Linked DNA regions of Sus scrofa: region 1 is linked to region 2. A link is a contact called in public HiChIP or PLAC-seq data. All regions are on one chromosome and are shown on one strand. Each heading gives the region's core, a stretch centred on a gene start, on an enhancer-like site or on the middle of the called end of the contact. The rest is flanking DNA. Distances are from core to core; before and after follow the strand shown. Region 1 holds the start of CDC23 (cell division cycle 23). Region 2 holds the start of HNRNPA0 (heterogeneous nuclear ribonucleoprotein A0).

The links. HiChIP or PLAC-seq counts read pairs in DNA pulled down with a chosen protein or histone mark.
Region 1: a contact with region 2 is called in an H3K27ac HiChIP or PLAC-seq map of skeletal muscle, with 3 times the contacts expected there. The contact joins the promoter of CDC23 here to the promoter of HNRNPA0 in region 2. A contact is called at or near these places in 1 of 47 Hi-C or Micro-C datasets (heart right ventricle) and 1 of 2 datasets of contacts at active chromatin or transcription factors (skeletal muscle).

Annotation. Positions count from the first base shown.
Region 1 is chr2:140,226,432-140,233,573 of Sscrofa11.1, forward strand. It overlaps CDC23 (cell division cycle 23), which reads right to left and starts at 4,344. Exons shown (of 16, transcript NM_001267826.1): 1 at 4,180-4,344; 2 at 4,020-4,092; 3 at 2,019-2,156; 4 at 404-446. The coding sequence starts at 4,331.
Region 2 is chr2:139,779,394-139,786,181 of Sscrofa11.1, forward strand. HNRNPA0 (heterogeneous nuclear ribonucleoprotein A0) reads right to left here and starts at 3,623. Exons shown (of 1, transcript XM_003123970.5): 1 at 472-3,623. The coding sequence starts at 2,951. The coding sequence ends at 2,043. The region is part of intron 1 of KLHL3 (kelch-like protein 3); the gene reads right to left.

The DNA of each region.
Region 1 (7,142 bases), core at 3,094-5,593, 450 kb after region 2:
TCCAGCATTGCTGTGGCTCTGGCGTAGGCCGGTGGCTACAGCTCTGATTCGACCCCTAGCCTGGGAACCTCCATACGCTGCGGGAGTGGCCCAAAGAAATAGCAAAAAGACCAAAAAAAAAAAGAAAAGAAAAATTTGAAGCCTCAACTAAATATGGAAATATTCAGATTCAAGGTGCAGGAAACAGGGTAGGGCTAGGGAAGAAAGCCCCGGACAACAGCAGGCCCATATTCCCACAAGGCAGCCTTCAGAGGGAACCAGGTGACAACAGACAGTTGTGCTCTACAATTTGCAGACTCTAACTAAGCTCACTTCCCACATTTATAATACCTGCCTGGGTCCTATAGGCATTTGAGTTTGCAACCCCTGCTTTAGTCTAGAGGTAAGAGAAAGAAATTCATACCTAGGCTGTCAACTGTTTCATCATCCTTCTTCTTTTCCCCAGACTGTAAGAGAAATCAATAAATAGGTCTTTTTTTAGTTTATTCTGAAACCCGTTCTAAAACTAGCGGTCTGATTCGACCTCAAGGGCCCAAGTCCAACCGAAATGATATCTGTGGGAGTTTTCTTGTGATGCAGTGGGTTAAGGATTCAACATTTGCTATTGATCACTAATTTTTTTTTTCTTTTTAGCAGCTACAGGCCTACACCACAGCCACTACAACACTAGATCTGAGCTGTGTCTGTGACCTACACCGCAGCTCTCAGTAACACTGGATCCTTAACCCACTGAAAAGGCCAGGGATCGAACCCACATCTCAAGGATACTAGGTGGGTTCTTATCGCACTGAGCCAAAACAGGAACTCCTATTGACCACTAATTTTAAACAACTATTTAGGGCTCCCACTGGTCAAATCTGGAGTAATTTGAGTACCAAAATGATAAATATAGTAATGAATGCAAAAATACAGGAATCCTTAAGTTCATACTGATAATAGATAAATATATCAATAAAAGAAAGAGAAGACAAGCTCCTGCTTAGGGTAGAATTTACTGCTCAAAGGACTGCAGGAATGCTAAATCATTCTACAACATTATAATAAGAACACTTCAGGAAAAAATTAACAATGAATTTCTTAACTAATGGATATTAAGAAATGGTTATTGACATTGTTTTGGCTATTACAAAAAATACATCAATGAACAGCCCTGTACATATATCCTTGTGCATACATTGACATATTTCTATTGGAGTGAGCTCCCATTGCGGCTCAGTGGAAACAAATCCGACTAGTATCCATGAGGACACGGGTTCGATCCCTGGCCTCCCTCAGTGGGTTAAGGATCAGATGTTGCTGTGAGCTGTGGTGTAGGTCTCAGATGCAACTTGGATCCTGTGTTGCTGTGGCTGTAGTGTAGGCCAGTAGGTGTAGCTCCAATTTGACCCCTAGCCTGGGAACTTCCATATGCTGCGGGTGTGGCCCTAAAAAGACAACAACAACAACAAAAATTAAGAAGAATTGTTTGGAGTTCCCACTATGAGTTAAGGATCTGACCGCTGCTGCAGCGCCTTTGGTCAAAAGTGAAGGCCTGGGTTTGATCCCTGGCGCAGAGGATTAAGGATCTGGCATTGCCACAGCTGTGATGTAGGTGACAGCTGTGGCATAGGTTGCAGCTCTGGCTTGAATTCAATCCCTGGCCTAGGAACTTCTACATGCCAAGAGTGTAGCTAAAAAAGAAAAAAAAAAGAATTATTTGGTCATGGTATTTCAAATTAACATAATCTGCCAAAATTGACTTCTAAAATGGCTGTATGAACTTCTATTCCTGAAACAGAGGGTCTTTTGCCCCACAACTCTGTCAATAAAGAATATCCTCATTATTTTTATATTTTTTCATACCATCATTGTTTTTTTACTTTTCTTATGATATTTTCTTTATTATTGTTAAATATTTATAAAGTACCTTCACCAAGTAGACTACTGCTAAGCTATTTAAAAGATTAAACATTTTCCACTCAGGTAACAAATGTGAATGCTTCCCTAATAACAGAATGACATCTTAAAACGGCCCTCACCAGGTATCTAGAATACATGTACAGGAAATAGGCTTTCTTGCTATTGCAGCCATGTAGGAAATGTGCTGCCCGATCATATTCTTTAACATCAAAGTAGGCCTTGGCTAGAGTGTAAGCATCCATATCCTGGGCATCCTCCTAAAAAAGAGACAAGTTTATGTAATTGGTTGAGAACAGGACAACAAAAGTTCAATTCCAAGAAGCATATTCATTAATTTCAAGATGTAAGAAAAAATTATTTTCTTCCTTCCCAAAACCTGATATTATTTATTTATTTATCAAGTAAGGTCACAGAAATTTTTTTTCTTTCAAAATAAAAAGTGGGCGAGTTCCCATTGTGCCTCAGTGGTTAAAGAATCCGACTAGGAACCATGAGGTTGCAGGTTCGATCCCTGGCCTTGCTCAGTGAGCTAAGGATCTGGCGTTGCCCTGAGCTGTGGTGTAGGTCGCAGACGTAGCTCAGATCCCGAGTTGCTGTGGCTGTGATGTAGGCCAGCAGCTACAGCTCCAATTCGACCCCTAGCCTGGGAACCTCCATATGCCGCGGGAGCGGCCCAAAGAAATAGCAAAAAGACAAAAAATAAATAAATAATATATAAATAAAATAAAAATAAAAAGTGTGGGGGGGACTTCCTGTTGCAGCTCAGCAGGTTAAGAACCTAACTAGAATCCATGAGGATGTGGATTTGATCCCTGGCCTTGCCCAGTGGGTTAAGGATCCAACATTGCCACAAGCTGCTCTGTAGTTTGCAGAAGTGGCTCAGATCTGGTGTTGCTGTGGCTGGAGTGTAGGCCTGCGGCTGCAGCTCAGATTCCACCCCTAGCCCAGGAACTTAAATATGCTGCAGGTGCAGCCATAAAAGGGGGAAAAAAAAAGACATAGTAGAGAAGTTAAGTTAAACTTAACTTCACAGAGTATTCACTTGTCTGTAAAATGAGCAAGTAATACAGATTTGATATGAGGAAAAAGTGAAAACGTCATGAAAAATGTCAAGCATTAATACTGGCATTCCCTTCCTTCTCTAGGCTTTTAAATTTCCACAAAAATACAATATATTGTGCAGTTACTTATAATTTTTGTACTTGGATAAAGTTTTAACATGTTAGTATTGCAAAAGCAAATTCTCTATTTAAAAAAAAAATGAAATGATGCACATTTAAGGTAAAAACATACAATCCCCATGAATTCTAGGGATAAGCTGATCAAAATTTTAATAATTTCATTCTCCTCATCCTCCTTGCGCATGTATTACCAGCATGAAACTGGAACCAAAATGTATCCAATGTTTTTGTCACTGGATGATCATGTGTCCTAAATATGGCCATTTCAGCTTAGGATTCTAGTGGCCCTTTTCACACCTATTCATCATTTGCTTATTTCTTCTCCTGCCCCTCTGACCTCCAAATACCTTTTGGATTAAATATTTCTTGTTTTTACGTGTAAAGGGTGTGTCAAAAAAACGGCAGCTTCAGGAAAAACAAAATGGATTATGATGAAAATCTTTCAGACTATTGAGACTATGTAAACGTATGCTGTATATAGTACCTAAAATGTATTCCTCATTTAAATCTCTCAATATCCCTGTAAAGTAAATACTATTATCTGCATTTCACAGATAAGGTATCTTTGTCTCAGGAGGTTAGTAAGTTGTCAAAAGTTACTACTATGGCTGATATTTGAACCTAGAGCTGTCTGAATCCAAAGCTGGTTTCGCACTGTTGTAAAAACCTCTGATTCTTCTCCTTGTTGGGCTCTGAAACCTAAAAGGCTGGAATCTTAAGCAAGGATTGTTTACTAACTCTCTCCAGCTTAACTAAGGACACTACTAAGTCTTTAAAGCTTAGCTAAAACATTTAGATAAAATAGCTTAAAACACTTAGCTCTTTAAAAGCTTGAATTCCCTCTACCCAACATTCCTGCCAGGCAGTATGTTCCCAACTGGTGACAAGGCACTCAGGATCTCTTCTGATGATGGGGAGGACCCGCTAAGATGTCCTTACCTCTGTAATAGGCGGCGGCGGCTGCAGCTCGGACAGAGGCAACGCTGGAAGGGAGAAGGCCAACTCCGCTGACCTGGAACATCCAACCAAATTGAATCAGCTCGAGCTCCCCAAGGCCAAGGATGCCAAGCCCGGTCCTCCCCGGACCCCGACCTCTCACCATTTGCTACTGTGCAGTAGGCCCCGCTCGCGGGTAAGGCCCGCGATAAGTAGCAGCTGCTTTTTAATTTCTCGCAAATTTGAGAAATCGCCACTCGATGACAGGACCGGCATTACAGCAGTCACTGGGACTACAGAGGGGCTCGCAGCCATTTTTGGGTTTCAGCCACTCCAGCCAATCACCAGCGACAATACTAGCTGCCCCGGTTCACCAAAAAGTCCGCACGTTATTGGCGAACTCTGGCTCCGGAGAGACCAATCACAAGTCGCCCTCCTCCTAGCCTCTCTAAGAGGCCTGGAGAGATGAGACAAATTTATTCTCCGATTGGCCAAGAACTTCTAGGGCGGGAAAGTCAGATCAAGAAAGAGGGGTGAAAGCCAGGATTTCTAGGCGGGGCAGAAAGGAATGAGTGACTAGGAAAAGTGGACTGGGAAGCGCGGTTTGGGAGTAGGGGCCAAGAAAGTGCAGAAAGGACAGAGCCCTGCACCTTAAGAGTGACGTGACTGAACGAAAGATGGAATGTACTTAGTGGGCATGCAAAGTGATGTATGTATCTAGCAAAGATAACTGGTAGCCTACAGATTTTTCCTTAAGGAAGTAGGCCGCAGGTGGAGACTTCTTCCTCTTTATCCACCCTCTTCCTTAACCCAGAAGTGGGGAAGATAACTAACATGTATTGAGGGTTTACCTTGTGACAGGTTCTGTACTTCTACAAAATCTGGTTTGACCATTAAAACAGACTTATGATATTGTATCATCCCAATTGTTTGTTTTTTGGGGTTTTTTGTTTTGGTTTGGTTTTCGGTTTGGGTTTTTTGTTTTGTTTTTGTTTTGTTTTGTTTTGTTTGGCTTTTTAGGGCCGCACTCGCTGCATATGGAGGTTCCCAGGCTAGGGGTAGAATTGGAGCTGCAGCTGCCAGCCTACATCACAGTCCCAGCAACGCCAGATCCGAGCCACCTCTGCAATCTACACCACAGCTCAGGGAAGGCATCACCGGATCCTTAACCCACTGAGCGAGGCCAGGGAGCGAACACACAACCTCATAGTTCCTATTCGGATTCGTTTCCACTGTGCCACGACGGGTACTCCCGCAATTTTACAGATGAAAGAATTGAAAGTTTAGAGAGTTCAGATCATTTTCCCAAGGAGAGCATCTAGATTATAACCCAGCTCTGACTCAAAAACCCATGGTTCTTAAACATTACATAAACATTTTTAATCTTGTGTTGTTTTTCACCCTTTCATAGTATCCCTGGGAACGTTTTAAGCCACTTTTGTCATTCTTTGGGTGTTAAATAGAAGTGATTTTAGGTAAAGAATGTTGTTTAGATTAACATCTATTATTAAAGATTGTTTCATAAAGTCAACTTTATTGCACCATACTATGCAGTATATGAAGGCAAAATACTAATTTTTTTCCTGTTTCACAAGTGATACACATTTTATATTTGTTTTAAACTTATAATTTAAAGGGGGTAGGATAAATTAGGAGTTTGGGGTTAACATACACACATTGCTATATATCAAATTGCTAACTGGAGTTCCCAAGTGGCCTGTTGGTTAAGGATCCTGCATTGTCATTCCTGTGGCATGAGTTGGATCCCTGGTCTGAGAATTTGGCATCCTTGGCATGCTGCAGGTGCAGCCAAAAATAAAATAATCAACAAGGACATACTGTACAGCACAGGGAACTCTACTCAATATTCTGTAATAATCTACATGGGGAAAGAATCTGAAAAAGAATAAATGTTGTATATGTATAACTTTGCTGTTTACCTGAAACTACCACAACATTGTAAATCAACTACACTCCAACATAAAATAAAAATAAATTTAAAAAAAGAAAAAAATTATTCAGCACTCATATCAGCTATAAAGTAGCTTTTGTGGCTCAACCGGATCAGCAGTGTCTCTGGAGCACCAGAACCCAGGTTTGATCCCCAGCCTGGCACAGTGGGTTAAGAATCCAGCATTGCCACAGTTGTGGCATAGGCAGCAACTGCCCCCTGGAATCTGATCCCTCACCAGGAAACTTCCATATGCTGTGGGGCAGCCAAAAAAAAAAACATAAAATGAGATACATCTAAGAGTTCCCGTGTTAAGGATCTCGTGTCTCCATAGCTCTGGTATAGGTCTCAGCTGCAGCTCAGATTCCATCCCTGGCCCAGGAATTTCCATATGCTGCTGGCGTAGCCAAAAAGATGAGTGAAAAAAAAAATTAAATAAGTAAATAAATGAAATAAGATACATCTTGACTATCAAAAAAACTATTTAGAGAGAAGATGATCTGTGTTTCTTAACTCAGGAGTTATATTTTTAATTTATCCTTTCAGAACTTCAAGTGGTATATACTGTTTACAGGGTTGGGTTTGTGTGTGTGTGTGTGTGTGTGTGTGTGTGTGTGTGTGTGTTTTGTCTTTTGTCTTTTTAGGGCCATACCCGCAGCATATGGAGGTTCCCAGGCTAGGGGTCTAATCGGAGCAGCAGCTGTCAGACTAAGCCACAGCCACAGCAACCCAGGATCCAAGCCACATCTGCAACCTACACCACAGCTCATGTCAATGACAGATCTTTAACCCACTGAGCAAGGCCAGGGATTGAACCTGTGTCCTCATGGAGTCCAGTCAGATTGGTTTCCTCTGAGCTACGATGGGAACTCCCTGCCTAGAGACATTAACTATTATCCATCGTGGGTAAATTTTTAATGTATATGTGACAGAATAAAGCACTACAACAGTCAGAACCAACAGAGAGGCTTCCAGTGTTCAACTGAGTAAAACAGCTGACCCTTGAATGATGTGGGTTAGAACTGTGCAGATTCACTTACATGCAGATTTTTTTTCATAAATACATATATGTACTCTAAATGTATTTTCTCTTCCTTTCTTTTTCTTTCTTATTTGGGGGGGGGGTGCGCACACAGCATGTGGAAGTTCCCAGGCTAGGGATCAAACCCAAGCCA
Region 2 (6,788 bases), core at 2,373-4,872:
ATAAAAAACAGAAATTTAAGCAAATTGTAAAACCATTTGAGAGCAAGAGTTGACTCTAACTTACTCAATGTGCAAAAACATCTATCCCATTTGCAGTAGAGGAACTTAATATATGAACCAAGCATCAGCTACCCTTTGTCAAAGTGACTGCTTAGCCTTAACTCATCAAGCAATCTTGAAACCTCTCTATCTCTTGAAAGGAGAGCCCTAGCACTGGGTGTGTGTGTGGGGGGGGGAGATTAGCAAGAATTAAATCTTAATATAGTGACAAGAACTAAGAGAAAAAGGGTCAATATACTCCTTTACTTTTTAAAGCTCAATAATCTCCCTTCAGAAAGCTTAATACATATAGCTTTGGGCTTTCAATGCAAAATTCCAAGTATTTTACCGTAACATTAAATCAAATGTAGGTACTAGAATAATAGGTACTTAGAACACACCCACCAGGTTATACATACTCTCACTCGATCATGTAAAGAAATGAATTCTTTATTTGCGATATCCATAAACGTTGCTATTCTATATTTCTATCCAGGAAGGCAATTTTCTCCTATATCATTGTTTTGTTTTGCTTTTTATAAACAACAACTTGAATTCTATTGCATGAAAGGGCTACAAATATACATTTGTTAACCAAGCAGAATACACAGATGTTTTGCTTTACAACTTGCACCTAAGTAAGATACCAGTACACATAGCTGGTTCATTAGTTGTCATAGCAATTTGGGGCCACTGCCCAAGCTATGCATAGCAGTTTACATTTTCAAATCTCATGTAGAAAGGGCAATTGTGATATGGACTGATAACTACATTCCTGGAAAGCCCATCTTAGTTACAAGTAAATACATAACCAAAGTCTGCACAGATCTTCGATGGCAAAACTTCTAAATCTGATGCAACTGTCCTTGTTAAACAAGTTTTTAAACAAATTGTTTTGCAGATATACTGCCATTCTGCCAGTAGATGGTGCTACAAAGGTTGGGGGAAGGATTTCCATGAGGACATTTCAGCTATAGGAAAAAAAAAAACATTTAAACCTGCTCTGAAAATACAAAAATGCATTTAGTTGAGGGTAAAATAGAACCCTTATTTGTAACCATTCATTACAGACAAACCAGTAAAAGGGATGAATCTAGGCCATCTGAAAATTCTCAACAGTTTATATGAATGAAAACACATGCTTAACACAAACTATTTAGAACTACACAGTACATACTTTGAAGTAAATTCTCATAGAAAGAAGTAACCAACCATGTCAAGATGATAAGCAAATCGCTTAGTACAAGAGATGGATGCAGAGAAACTTTAAAGATTTTAAAAAGCCACATCCACCACTTCAAAAGTTTTGCCTGTAAGGGATAAAATTCAACACGTCACTAGCAGTGTAACAGGAAGGAAAAAAAACCCACAGGACCTTTTAAAAGTTTCTCTAAGTACACATCAAGAATTAAGAATTAACACGAAAAATTTTCAACATCCCTTAAAACGGTACGGAATGGATCCTAGGAAAAAAATGTTAGACATGTACGGTCAAACACAATGATTTATTAAAAATAAAACGTAAAAATGATTTTTGTACATATGCTTCCAAATTTCGGGCATGGGATCCAAGTAGATTTCATAGAAAACGCTGTAGCCAGGTATCAAGTCCTTACAACAAAGTAAACTACCCCCCCAACCCCCGCCCAGGTTTTGCTACAGAATCAGCAAGTTCACTCCCTCCCCCCCAAAAAAACACAAATTAAAACAAGACATTTTGCTAGTATAAAAACGACCAAGGTCCAAGTAATAATAAAAAAATAGAGTCCATCAATGACTGTAACACAAAAATGTGTATGTGGGGCCAAGTCCATCTTCAAAGGGAGAGACGAGAGGTGGCAGGCAAATAGGGCAACACCCCCACGGGTAAGCAGCCATACGAGTGGCTCCCCACCAAGGGCAAAATAAGGAAGGTGCTGGGAGGGGAAGGAACTTAGGAGTTGACCCTACTTGGGTGGTTGAAAGAGCTACCCCCATATCCACTCCCACACGTTTAAAATTTTTTAGAAGGAGCTGCCTCCATAGCCACCCCCACCGCCATAGCCGCCTCTGTAAGGTCCACTGTTACTGCGACCGCCCCAGCTGCTGCCTCCGCCGCCGCCGCCGCCGCTCTTCATGGGCCCATAGGAGGACTGGTGCTGGCTGTAGCTGCCGAAGCCGCCGAAGCCGTTACCGTAGTCGCTTCCACCGTAGGACGAGCCGCCGCCGCCGCCTCCGTAGGCGTTGTAGCCGCCGCCGCCGCCGTAACCCCCGTAGCTGTTGTAACCGCCGCCACCGCCCTTAGACAGGCCGTTCTGGTCACGACCGCCGCCGCGACCCCGGCCGCCACGGCCGCCCCGCGAGGACCGCGAGCCGCCTCCGCCCCCACCGGAGTGGATATCCTCCTTGGGGACAGCCTTTTTCACCTCCACGCGATGGCCCTGGATCGGATGGAACTTCACCACCGCGGCCTTATCTGCCGCGTCGTGATTCTGAAAATAGACGAAGCCGAAGCCCCGCTTCTTGCCCGACTGCTTGTCGGCAATAATCTCGGCCTTTTCCACGGTGCCAAACTGCGAGAAGTGCTCGATCAGGTCGCCCTCGGCCACGTCTCCCTTAAGGCCCCCGACAAAGAGCTTCTTCACCTTGGCGTGAGCACCGGGCCGCGCCGAATCCTCCCGGGACACCGCCCGCTTCAGCTCCACCGTGTTGCCGTCCACGGCATGGGGCGAGGCAGCCATGGCGGCATCGGCCTCCTCCACATTGGAGTAGGTCACGAAGCCGAAGCAACGGGAGCGCTTGGTCTGGGGGTTCACCACCACCACGCAGTCTGTCAGGGTCCCAAAGGCCTCAAAGTGGCCGCGCAGGCCCGACTCACTCGTCTGCACGTTGAGGCCGCCTATGAACAGCTTACACAACTGGGAATTCTCCATCTCCACGGCCCGGGCCTTCCCCCCGCCCTGCGAGCTCCGAGGTTTCGCCGTCGCCGTTATCGTTGGCTAAGGCCTCTTCACAGCTTGGGCCCAGCCGTTGCTGGAGCCGCCCCCGCCGGCCACCGACGGGGAAGGGAAGAAGGGGAGGGAAGGGAAAGAGGAAGAGAGGAAGGGGGAGGGAAGGGGAGAGGTGCCGGTTAGAGGGCGAGCGGAGGAGACTGGAAGACAACCGAGACCGCCGCTACCGCCGCCACTACCTCCGCTCCCCTATCTGGGCACCACACAAAGAGGCCGCTGAACGCGCGCGCACCCTCCCCGAGGCGTGCGTCACCGCCGACGTACGGCAGCCCAGGGCTGCTCGCCAATCCCCGCCTCGCACTCATTAGTCCCGCCTACCGTACCGCAGCGCCGCTCTTGATCACTGACTCCCCGCCCTCCGCGGTCTATTCAAGCCCTCGGCCTGTGCTGCTGCCGCCGCCGCCTCTACCTCCCGCTTTCACTCTCGGGATCCCCAGTGCGCCCTGACTACGGACTCTCGCTGCCCTTCGCGAACGTCCGTGATTCATTCGTTCCCTGCTCCGCGGCTGTTCCCAGTGATTTTTCCCCCTCCCCTTGCCGTATCCCCTCGCCCAACTCCGCAGTGGCGTTCGCGCCAGCCCCTTGAGAGACGTGTCGGTTCAGCCAATCACCGCGACCCGCTCGCACTCACTTCCGTTTTCGGCAGCCGCCGGATGGGCGCGCTCCCCAATGCGCGCTGGCCCCCGCGCTCCCCGTGTGCGGAGTTTGCTTGCAACCCCCACGCCTCCTCCCGCCTTGGACCTGCCACGGCGGGTGGGGGGCGGGAGGGTTGATCGGGGACGCGCTGGGGGCTGTTCCCAACGGATGCCACCTGGGGCGGCACGCGCGGGCTTTTTGAAAACTTGACTGTTGGGGTTGGGGGCCTGGTTTTACCCGCCCGATTTCGCCTGGCCGCTACACCTGGCGTCCTCGCCCCTCCCGTCCGCACAAAGATGGAGGGGAGAGGCCTAGTTGGGGAAGGCGGTTATTAACCGTTTCTAGGGGCCCCAGGCGCGATGAGACTAAAACACTGGCACGTGGCCCTGCGGGAAGGCGAGCCCGAGGCCGAGGACAGCGGCAGGCCGAAAACACTTCAGACTTTCCTACCGAGGCGCAGCGCGAGACCCCCGCCACCCTGAGGCCCTCCGTGAGGCCGTCCCGCGACGCCCCTCAGCCTACCTTCACGCACTCCTCCGTCAGCGGACATGTTCATTTTAGCCCAGTGTACACATCATCTTAATGTTTACGTCTTCTCTGCGTGCTTCCTTCCCAACTGAATCGTTAGCATTTTAAAGACGTTTTCAGTGGGACTGGGAGCGGAGGGAGAAACACATGCACACTGCGTAAAAGTATGCACCCTGGAAAACTGCCTTCAGGGCTCAGATGGGAATGCAAGAAAGTTAGAATGGCTCCCATTTATTGACCCTTTAGTGTGCCAACAAGATACGAGCAGTGGGACACAGTGTAAGACTAATTATATGATCAAGAACCCCAAACCATGTGGCTAATAAGAACAGGAATTCCTTACTGTATCCTGGAAAGGGATGTATTCAGGAATGATTTGTTAAAAGAGGTACAAGTTGCACTGGATCACAGAGTGAAGGGCTGGATAAGATTTCTATAGGGAGTTTATCTCAACAAAATCTGGAGGAAAGTTATAAGATACATATGCTCCCAGGGGCAGTTTAACTGGATCAGGTTTCTGATAGAAAAGTAAGATAGGCTGAGGGTCTTGATATTAGGGAATGTCTTGAAATTTAAAGAATATGAATATTATTAAAGGCATATAGATAGGCTGCAAAGTCTGAGGGCAAACTATAGCCTGGTTCTACCACCTATTAACCACTGAGTTGTGTGACTTTGGCCAAGTCACCTAACCTTTTAAAAATTAAATTGAGTTTTAATATCTCAAAATCAGAACATAAAACACCTAGCCAGTATGGTAAAATTTAAATGGGATTCTGCATGTAATGCAAAGCATAATGCCTGACACATAGTAAGTGCTCAATTTATCCAATAAATACCGAATGATGGGAATACTGTAGTAAACAACAGGCAAAAATCTCTCCTCGGGGAGCTTACATTCTTGTGGGGAGAAGCTGACAGTAAATAAGAATTATATACAGCATGTTAGATATTGGTAAGTGTCACTGAAAAAAATAAAAGAGAAAGATAATAAGAAACTATCATTACAAAACACAATTCAGATTATGTCAGGATTTGCTAACTGATTGATGATTAAAAAAAAAAAAAGGAAAATAGAAGCATTCCGGAGTTCCCACTGTGGCTCAGTTGGGTTAAGAACCCAGCATACTGTCTGCGAGGATGCCACTTTGATCCCTGGTCTCGCTTAGTGGGTTAAGGATCAGGCTGCAACACAGGTCACACATGTGGCTCAGATCTGGCTTTGCTGTGGCTGGGATATTGATGGGGCACTATTTTGGGGGATGCCCAAGACTATATAACTCAGATGAGAGACTGGACCTGGAGAAATTTATTTATTTCTTTATTGTTTTTTTGGGTCCACACCTGCAGCATATGGAAGTTCACAGGCTAGGGGTCTAATTGGAGCTGTAACCACTGACCTACGCCACAGCCACAGCAATGCCAGAGCCCTAACCCACTGAATGACGCCAGGGATCGAATTTGAATCTTCATGGATACTAGTTGGGTTCATTAACCACTGAGCCATGACAGAAACTCCCTGGAGAAATTTATTCTAGAACCATCCAAAGAAATGTGAAAGCGGTACAAGATGAATTTCTGAAAGAAAAGGAATAAGACCATAATTTATTTTTCCATCTAAGCTGTAAATTCTGAAGTAACAGTTTCTCCTATATTGGTTTAAGACAGAAGTTCCCGCTGAGATGTAGGCAGCAGATATGGCTCAGATCCCGAGCTGCTGTGGCTGTGGTGTAGGCCAGCAGCTGTAGCTCCGATTTGACCCCTAGCCTAGGAACTTCCATATGGCATAGATGTGGCCCTAAAAAATAATAATAATAATCCTTCACACCCCATTACTGAGGATTGAGTACTGGCTTGCTATTGACTAGGAAAACTTCATAGCCGCATGTGTCTAGCACAAGCTTACATACAGGAACAGGGTAGCAATGACAGGAGACAACACAAGCACATCTGAGAGACATTTAGAAAGCTGGGATAAATGCAAGGTAAGTAGGATGTTAGATTCTTTTTGTAAATTAGATGGGTTAAGATAGGGACCATGAATAAGGAATGTTTTATAAACACTTAAATGATTCTGTCAACTTCCTACCCCTCAGATCATTCAGGGAGAAAATTTTTTTTCCTGCTTGACCTTTTAGATCACTGCCTGAGTATGCTTCTTGGCTTTACCTGCTTACAGGTATCTCAGCCATCCAAAACAAAAATGTTTAAAAACAGAACTGAAATTTAGACAGCCTTTGCTTTCCATTCCTCCTACAAGCTTTATTAGAAAAACCTAATTGAATATGGTGGTTAGGACATATTTTACTCTATCTAATTATACCTAGAAAAAGAAAACTAGAGAAAAGAAAAGAATGAGCTGAGGAAGAAAGGGGAAACTGGCCAGCTATATTTTCAGACAGTAACAACTCGGCCTTTTTTTTTTTTTTTAAGTCAACTTTTTATTATACTCAAGAGTTTCTTTTTTGTAGTTAGAGTTCTGTTATGGCCTGAATTATGTCTCTATCCTCCCCCACCCCAAATCCATACTTTGAAGCCTTAGCCCCCAGTACTTGTGAATAGAACTATAATTGAAGATAAGGTCTTTAAAGAGGT